2 separate regions of the Mus musculus genome follow, and region 1 is linked to region 2. Evidence: chromatin contacts called from public HiChIP or PLAC-seq data. All regions are on one chromosome and are shown on one strand. The core of a region is the stretch at or near the end of the contact, and the rest is flanking DNA. Distances in the headings are between cores, read along the strand shown. Region 1 has its middle 17 kb from the start of Tmem106b. Region 2 overlaps Thsd7a (thrombospondin, type I, domain containing 7A).

The links. HiChIP or PLAC-seq counts read pairs in DNA pulled down with a chosen protein or histone mark.
Region 1: an H3K27ac HiChIP or PLAC-seq map of the NIH/3T3 cell line shows a contact between it and region 2, with 4 times the contacts expected there. The contact joins two enhancer-like sites. A contact is called at or near these places in 1 of 39 promoter capture datasets (hippocampal neurons) and 2 of 115 datasets of contacts at active chromatin or transcription factors (the NIH/3T3 cell line and stem cell-derived neural progenitor cells).

The regions. Positions count from the first base shown.
Region 1 is chr6:13,050,802-13,054,671 of GRCm38.p6, forward strand. No RefSeq gene overlaps it. Among named protein-coding and RNA genes, the nearest start is that of Tmem106b, 17 kb to the right of the region's middle. Within about 2 kb of position 1,725, at least 58 of the 459 cell types and tissues checked have an H3K27ac peak or open chromatin away from gene starts, as enhancers often do. A contact at or near this core is called in the NIH/3T3 cell line, where this site is marked.
Region 2 is chr6:12,599,563-12,603,745 of GRCm38.p6, forward strand. The region is part of intron 1 of Thsd7a (thrombospondin, type I, domain containing 7A); the gene reads right to left. Among named protein-coding and RNA genes, the nearest start is that of Thsd7a, 150 kb to the right of the region's middle. Within about 2 kb of position 2,824, at least 11 of the 459 cell types and tissues checked have an H3K27ac peak or open chromatin away from gene starts, as enhancers often do. A contact at or near this core is called in the NIH/3T3 cell line, where this site is marked.

The sequences.
Region 1 (3,870 bases), core at 475-2,974, 450 kb after region 2:
CAGCTCCTTACAATGTGCTAACTGGAGTCTGCTTTAAGAATGGAGTGGCTACCAGCAAGTCTGGAGTCTGCAGTGCCTATGTATCTGTAGCCACTTTGCTCAAATGACCTTATAAAACTGAACATAAAAACGGTTGCATAAGAACCGTTCTAATATTTTAAGTGTAAATCAGACCATAATATTCCACAGATCGAATGTCTTGTGGCTTCCCACTGCGTTGAGCCAGTGATCACAAGGTCTGTTTGTCTAAACAGATTCTGAGACCTCAGCTCTCCCCGGACTCATTCTTCAAATCCACAGGGCTCTTCCTAAGTTCCAGGTTGAGGATATGTTGATTCTCCACCTCTGAAGCATTACTATGCCTCTGTTTGATGTTCTTTTCCAAAGAAGCACGTGTCAGGCTCCTCTGTTTCATCAGCTCTCTACTGAAGTACCAGTGAAGAACCTCACAAGAATTCACATAAATTAATAATGTACTCATCTTTCTTTTATTTTTTGCCCTGACTCTCATTGTTCTGTTGAGCTTGCTACTGTTTGACATTTTTAGGGCAGTCCTCTGTTTTAACCAGTTTGCCTGCATTCCCAGATGTGTAAGCTGAGTGGAGTCAAGACCCACCCCTGCTTATGTTTATTTTCCTTTAGTCTAGAGCAGCCCTTAACACAGAGATAATGCTCAATACCATTTGATAAGTGAACAAATGGAAACACTTTGGATTAATTCTTAAGCTCCACCCACTGATTGGCATGAAACAATGAAAGCTAAATACTTATAATAGCAAATTTTATTCCAAATTATGCTTAAAATATTTCTTTAGATTCTAACTACCTATTGGATAGTCTTGAATTCCCTGTCCAATTCTGCTTTCTCCTGTAAACAAAGGTGTTTAAGGATGAGAATAATAAAAAGGGAGTTGTATATTATTTTTTGAAATTTAGTATGTATTTTTCCCAGAACTGTCTCTAGACCATAAAATATTGAATAGAAACTCAAGTTAACTCTGGATTTGAATGAACGAGGACTTGAGTTAGGATCATGGAAAGGCCTGCCCTGGAGTGTGGGGGGGTGTACTTTGTCCAATTCCACCAAAGAAGCTTCTGTTTCCTTTTCCAGCTGGTATCAATTGTAAATAGCTTTGTGGCTAAGGTACAACTTCGTGCTCACTACTCTATGGGATTTTGTCTGGTTTGAACCTGTGCAGAGCTGATGCATGCTATGTCACAGTCTCTCTGAATTCATCCATATGTGCTTTGGCCATGTTGGATTGGAGTCACCCATCACTTTTGGTTCTTTGGCTCCTTCTGTCTCCTGTTCCACATAAAGCCCTGAGCCTCGAAGGGAGGGGTTTTATAGGACATCCCATTTAGGGCTGAGCACTCCAAAGTCTCTCACTGTACAATGTCTAGCTGCAACTCTGCGTTAATTACCATCTACTTCAAGAAGAAGCTTCCTCATGAAACGGAATCAGGAAACTTACTGCTATAGTTCTCATAGATTCCTGACCAAAAACGAAACAAAAACAAAAACAAAAAGAACAACAATACCCCTCCAAGATGTCTTTACAGAATGTACTTTGAATGGTTCTTCCAGCCAAATTCTGGAAATAGAAATAGAAATGACGAAATAGGTAGAACCTTCCTGACACACGTTGTTTATCCAAGGCTTGTTTTTCTGCCTGCATGCTCTAGTTATTTATTACATACTAATGCCTGATCTCTTGTGAAAGTCTCACCTTGTTGGAATGTCAAAGCTAGAAGTGATCTCTGTAATTTTCCATTAGTCATTGGGTAGTCCACTCTAGAAAGAGATTACATCTCTTGGTTTGCTTGCTTGGCTGGTGCCAAAGTCTGTTAAATGTTCTCTATGTATTGTTTACTTTAGTATTTGTGACTCAAAGTAGTTCTGCCAAGTACTCCATGAGTTCTACAAAATATGTCAGTAGAAATGAGTCAGCTGATATCACAGGAATAATTATATTAAACAAAAAATTCAAAAAAAAGCCATAGAAATGTAGAAAAATGCACTTCCAAGTAGGCAATTAATTCAATAATAAAATAAAGAACTGGTGACCTATTGGGTCCATGACATTAGCTAGGAAAGATGATTAATCAGTAAAAGAAGTGGGGGAGAGCACAGTCGGAAGATAATGAGCACATTCCAAGCCTAAAATGGAACAGAAATGAACTGCAGTGCCAAGAACAGTACACTGAGAAGAGCAGAATACTAGATCTGGTCATTGCTAGCGTTGCCAGCTGTGTGCTTTCCTTGTCCAAGGCATGAGGACCCTGATGCATACATACCCTTCCTAGTGAGCACTCTGGCCTATAACCCAGGGTAAGATCCCAGGGGGAAAGCTGCAGTAAATTTCATCAGCTGTCCAGAAAGGCACACTTCTGTGGCACTATCCCTGCAACTCTGTGCAACAGGAATCTCATCCCTCTACTCCTGTATTCTGCAGGATCTTCTAAGTCCTTTTTCAGACTAAGATTTGCATGGCATGTTGCTTTATCATCCATACCAGATTTAAAACTACTACAAACTCTATCTGTTCTCTGTAATCAGTGTGAACTTATTTTCTGTTCCTAAATTCTGTATGTTATAGAAATGCCTGTTTTCCCTCAGTACCCTTGCTCTAGCAGAGCTTAAAAGCGGTTTAGAAAGTGGATAATCATAAAAGAAGATCTACACACTAATTTTCATGATATTAACTACATATATTGGATTATGTGGTTCTTCATAATTATCATCAGATCAGGTATACAAGAAAAATGCATCTATTTAAACATCACCACCATCAACTCTTCTCATTACTCATCTCTTTACCTTAATTTACTTTTCAAAAAGGTCATTTCTTTCAGGTTTAAAGTATGTAATATTAATATTTATTTCAAACTCAGTATATTAGGTATGGTTTTTATGCCAGTAATCTTAGCACTTGAGACCTGTGTTATGAGGATAATAAAGTAGAGGCCAACCTGTGTTACATATCAAGTCTGAGCCAGCCTGACCTACATAGTAATTTCCAGGGCAACCTAGAATATACATGAGATCCTGTCTCAAACAATAGAAGAAAATTCTGTCTGTCATTAGTTTCATAGAACAAAGCTGTTGGAGGTGTCTTTATGATAAAGATACATACACACTAGAAAATAATTTAAATGTTTATACAGTTCAGTGTTCATATGATATGAAGTTATTAAAGATCAAAAGAAGCAAGGGAGCCACAATAGAGGAAAATAAGAAGAACAACAAATATCAAAGAAGGTGACTACAGTGGACAATATCAGTCAAACCAAGGCAATTTGCATGTACTGTAAAAAAATAAGAAACTGACTGAATACTAACAAGAGTTTATAGGTTAGCAATATAAAACAGGTCCTTGTAATAGAGATCATAGAACCTCACTGTTTGAGGGAACAGAGTCTGAAGAACTGAAACTTAGAAATTAAAACAAAACAGAACAAAAAACTCAGAACATTCAAAGTGGAAAATAATGCTATGGAAAAGAAAGAATGGAGATTGTAATACATTATAAATGATTTATAAAAAAAGTAAATTGCAGATATTAAGCAGCCAGTTCAATCAGTTTGTATAGCTATGCTCAACCCCATAACTATTTCCCAAAACAAAAAAGGAACTTTTGCACAGGTCCAGAAGAATTCCTCTGAATGTCAATTTCTCCCTGTAACTCAGGTGATCACTTTCCTATTTGTATAACATGTATTTGTTTTGGCTTTTAAAATGCATGTAAATGGGATAGCACTATATGCATCCTTGCAATTTTATGCTCTTTTACAAGACAAAATTAGTTGCACTAGTATGCTCTTATGACTGACTGGTGTTTTATATGAATGCAAAATCACTCTCTTGGG
Region 2 (4,183 bases), core at 1,574-4,073:
GGTTACAAGGAAGGAAGCCGATTTAATAGAATGCTCTCTTTTGTCCAATAACAGTACAGAAATTTATTTAATGAAACTTCAACTAATAGTCGAATCATTTGGTATTGGAATCCTGGGTCTGCTACATTACTTCTGAGAAGTAGTGGAATGTTTTGAAATTCTGTTTTTCTCTAATAAGCAATATCCATTCAATAGGAAAATATTCATATCTAACATGAAAATTATTAGTTCCAATGAACAATTAGGATATATAGCCAATGAAAAAATAAATCATATAACAAAACCAGCAAGAACTTCATATAAAGTCTTAAAAACCATCATGGTAAGAGCACATTTGGCTTGCTTTCATTTATGTTTATACACAACATTCTTTAAAAATAGATAAGGACCAGATCAGTTTCTCAATCAATTCTGAAAATTGCAGTAATTTATTTTGATCTTAATAACAATCTTTTATATGGCATGTATGCTCTGGATTTCCTGGCTGTTTGCTCTCGGTGCCTTATCTGCCTAACAAGTAATACTGCATTCATGATTGCTCAGCAGCCCAAGGAAAAAATAACAGACTTCATCTACAAGTAATTTCAGTTTCCACTTGGTAAAAAAAAAAAAAAAATGTCAATTTTAAAGAACTCTCTATATTTAAATTTATCTGCCTAGGTTGTTTGCAAAGCCTTCGGTAAAGAAATGTGGTATTTGAGTTTATTAATTTTATTTTACATGAAGATGAAAATATATTCCTGATTCATGGAGTTGATTTTGAAAACTTTCTTCTCATAGTTCTGATTACTTTTAAAGGTGTGTTTGCAGAACTTGCCAGAGTACAATTTGCTTTCAAATTCCTGCAAGTAATAAGACTTTGTAGGGTTTTTCTTAATGGTGGTTTTCTAAATCTGCATTCAATTAACGATGTAAGTAAACACAATGTGAGCAGAGCAACTTATTTGATGTGAGCCCTGTAAGATATGTTCGACCATAAACCATACAATGCATATCTTACCAGATCTTTCATATACCATTCAGCTGAAGCAACATTTTTTTTGTAAAGTTCTTGCTTCAAAGATTTGCAAATCGATTTTCTCTTACTGTATACTCCATTTGTTTAGAACACTGTAAACTATTTGCATCATTGTAACTCATTTAGAGGATAGACAGTGGTACCAAATAATTCCCAACTCTTGGTTTCTTTTTCCTGAGCTTCTACTTCAACTAACAAGCTGATAGGTATATACAATACTCGTTTTCTCTTAGTTCAGTATTTTTTCAAATAGTATTCAAATTGATCATGCTAGTGAAAATATTGTTAATGCGCACAGCCCGCTTATTAAGTGTAGGTTGGAAAGTGATATTCAGCATCTCTAAGAACCTTCTGGGTAATACAAAGTTAGCTGATTTCTAAGCCAATATCATCCTCATGATGCTAAGTAGACTATAGAGAAATGGCCCTTCTCAGCCAGGCTGGATCTTTCTTCATTCTCTCTCAAAGTTCAGTGACACCTCAGATCATTTTTTCCCTTTAGGTGACCACCCATGTCAAGTTACTTACCATGGCCACCTTCTTGTTTCTAGATCTCACCTCTGTCCCCAGTCTATGAGTACTTCTTGAGTGTGAAATCTGCCCCAGTGTTTTAGTCTAACTTCTAATTCTATAGAGCTTCCTAGCATGCACCCTCAGTAATGGTATGACTATATTTAACTTTTAATTGCTGCTTAACAAATCACTATAAAGAGATCATACCCAGTTACAGTTATCGGTTCATATTTTTATAGTAAGAAGTTGGTACCATGTTGCTGAGTTCGATGCTTAAGGTATAACAAGGCTGTAATTTAGACATTGACTCAATTAAGTGTGATAATATAAGGAACCTGTTGGGAAATCCTTCATGACACTCATTCAGAATGTAGGCAGAGTCCAGGTCTTTGATACTATCTTTATAAGCACAATTCTTCCTATTTTGTGTGTATCAGCAAGGAATTGCCTGTAGTCATCTCATCTGCTTATCTACAATCGTCTAAGTGCTATTACCTTTACAAACCATCCTCTGGCCTATATTTTATGTTCTCTTTTTTGCCTAAAACCTGAGAAAGCATCCATGGGGGACCTCGACCCTCTCAGATATGAATGGGAGTAGGAATTGGAGGAGGGGTAGGGTATGTGAGTGTGGGACTCGGAAGGGAGAGGGGCAGCGATCAGGATATAAAGTGAATAAATAAATTAATTAATTAATGGGGAAATGCTTGCATGATTCTGTCAAGCAAAATGACCAGGAAAATCTTATCTGTGTTAATTAACCTGAAATTTTAATTATATCTACAGAAATTCACATCCAGCAGCCTACAATCCAGTGTTTGATTGAATAGCCAGAAGCTTGGTTTCTCAGGGAGTCATGGTTTCTGCCTATATGCAAAATGAATGTTCTTTATATCTATTCTACCTATAAATGGTGAAAAGAGCCAACTCAGCAGACCTTTGAAGGGTCTAAGTACAAATGTAGAGCACCTAGATGTCAATACGGCCCATGCTAGGTATTCAGCATTAACAAGTATAATCATTGGTATTCTGGTTGCTAAAATGTTTGCTTGTTCTTTCTTTGTCCTCCTGCCTCTGGTGCTAGGCTAAGTTGACATGATTGATCTGGCTATTTTAGGGAGTCACTCATACTATTCTTTGCTTAACTCTCAGAGAACTCTTTTAAGAAGAAATTCTACTGAGTATTCTCTGTGTGAATATGCTGGAAGCAAATACTACACGGAGAAAGGATGTGCAACACTCAGCCAGTCATTTCCTCAAGGCCAGAATGAGCTATCTAAATAACCCATGATTCAACATCAAAATTCCCCAAGTGTACTAGCATATGAATCACCATTTGCCATTATCGCAGCTTCTCAGATGTGTTTGGAGCCCGTTGAAGCTAGAATGCACTTACTTTAACTTGGTGGTTGCAGATATAAGCATACATCTACTGTGTTGCCGAAATGGCTTCAAATTAATTCACAAACTCAAACTTCTGTGCATTATTTAGTATCCATATGTTACATGATCTAAAGACTTGAGATATTTTCTTTGCATGTTTTATATTCAGTAAGTAGCAGTGTCATTATTAAGTTTTGGGTCAGTGTAGATTGAAAGTCGTAGTATTTCTTTATGCAGTTATTAAAGTGAAAATTGTCACTATTCTTTGGGAATTAATATTTGACATTACTGTAAGATATTTGCATTTCATAAGACTTTATAAAGATTCACTATTATATACTACTGTAGTGTGTGGCATAATGTCTTGTTTGAAATATGCATATAAAACAATTTGGGTCAGGGAGTACAAAAATCAAAATAGGACTTATAGTATCTGCCTGTGCTTGACCTTCTCTTTCCCTTTGATGTCCATACAGCCATTATATATTCTTAACTCACTGATCAAATATGCTCAGTGGACAACAGACCCTATTGAAATGCAATGAGTGAATCTCTGTATGTCATAGCACTTCAGAAAGATATGCAAAGCTGGAAGATCAGAGAAGCTTCTGTTAGGGGATCTCCTCCAGCGCAGCGAGAAAGGAAACAGAATCTCTCACACTGAAACTGCAATTAATTGTGGGATAATTGGCAACAGACACAGACTCTGAGTTGAAAACAAAACAGGTTTCAGAATGCATTAGCTCATCACTTAATTAGGGGTATCTTTGAAGCATAAACCAATCTTTATTCTAATTCTATACACAGAGCAAGTGTTTAATTGAGAAGAACAAAGCACTGACATACTCTCCCAACAGTTATTTAATAGAAGGAAGAAAATGATGATGGGGCTTTACCTACAAATTATTGGAACTTTTAATGCAACTTTAAAGGAGAGCTAGAAATAATGGCTCCTGCTACAGGCATCATTATTTCCAATATTCTTAGACTATCTCAAATCCCCAAATTATCATTCAAATTAAATGTGGAATTAAAAGAAGCAATGGAAATATTAGTAAAAATATAATGCATCAAGATATTATACATAAGCATTTTTACTACATATGAATTAAATCATAGAAAGCAAATCATAACACCACATAGATTAGCTGCTTCTACAGAGTAGGTAATTGGGATACAAATAGAATATATGAAAACAGTCACTGCTCAGTGAACTACTCAGACAAGCAATGGGAAGGAGCAGGAAGGACCTATATAAAATTAGGATAC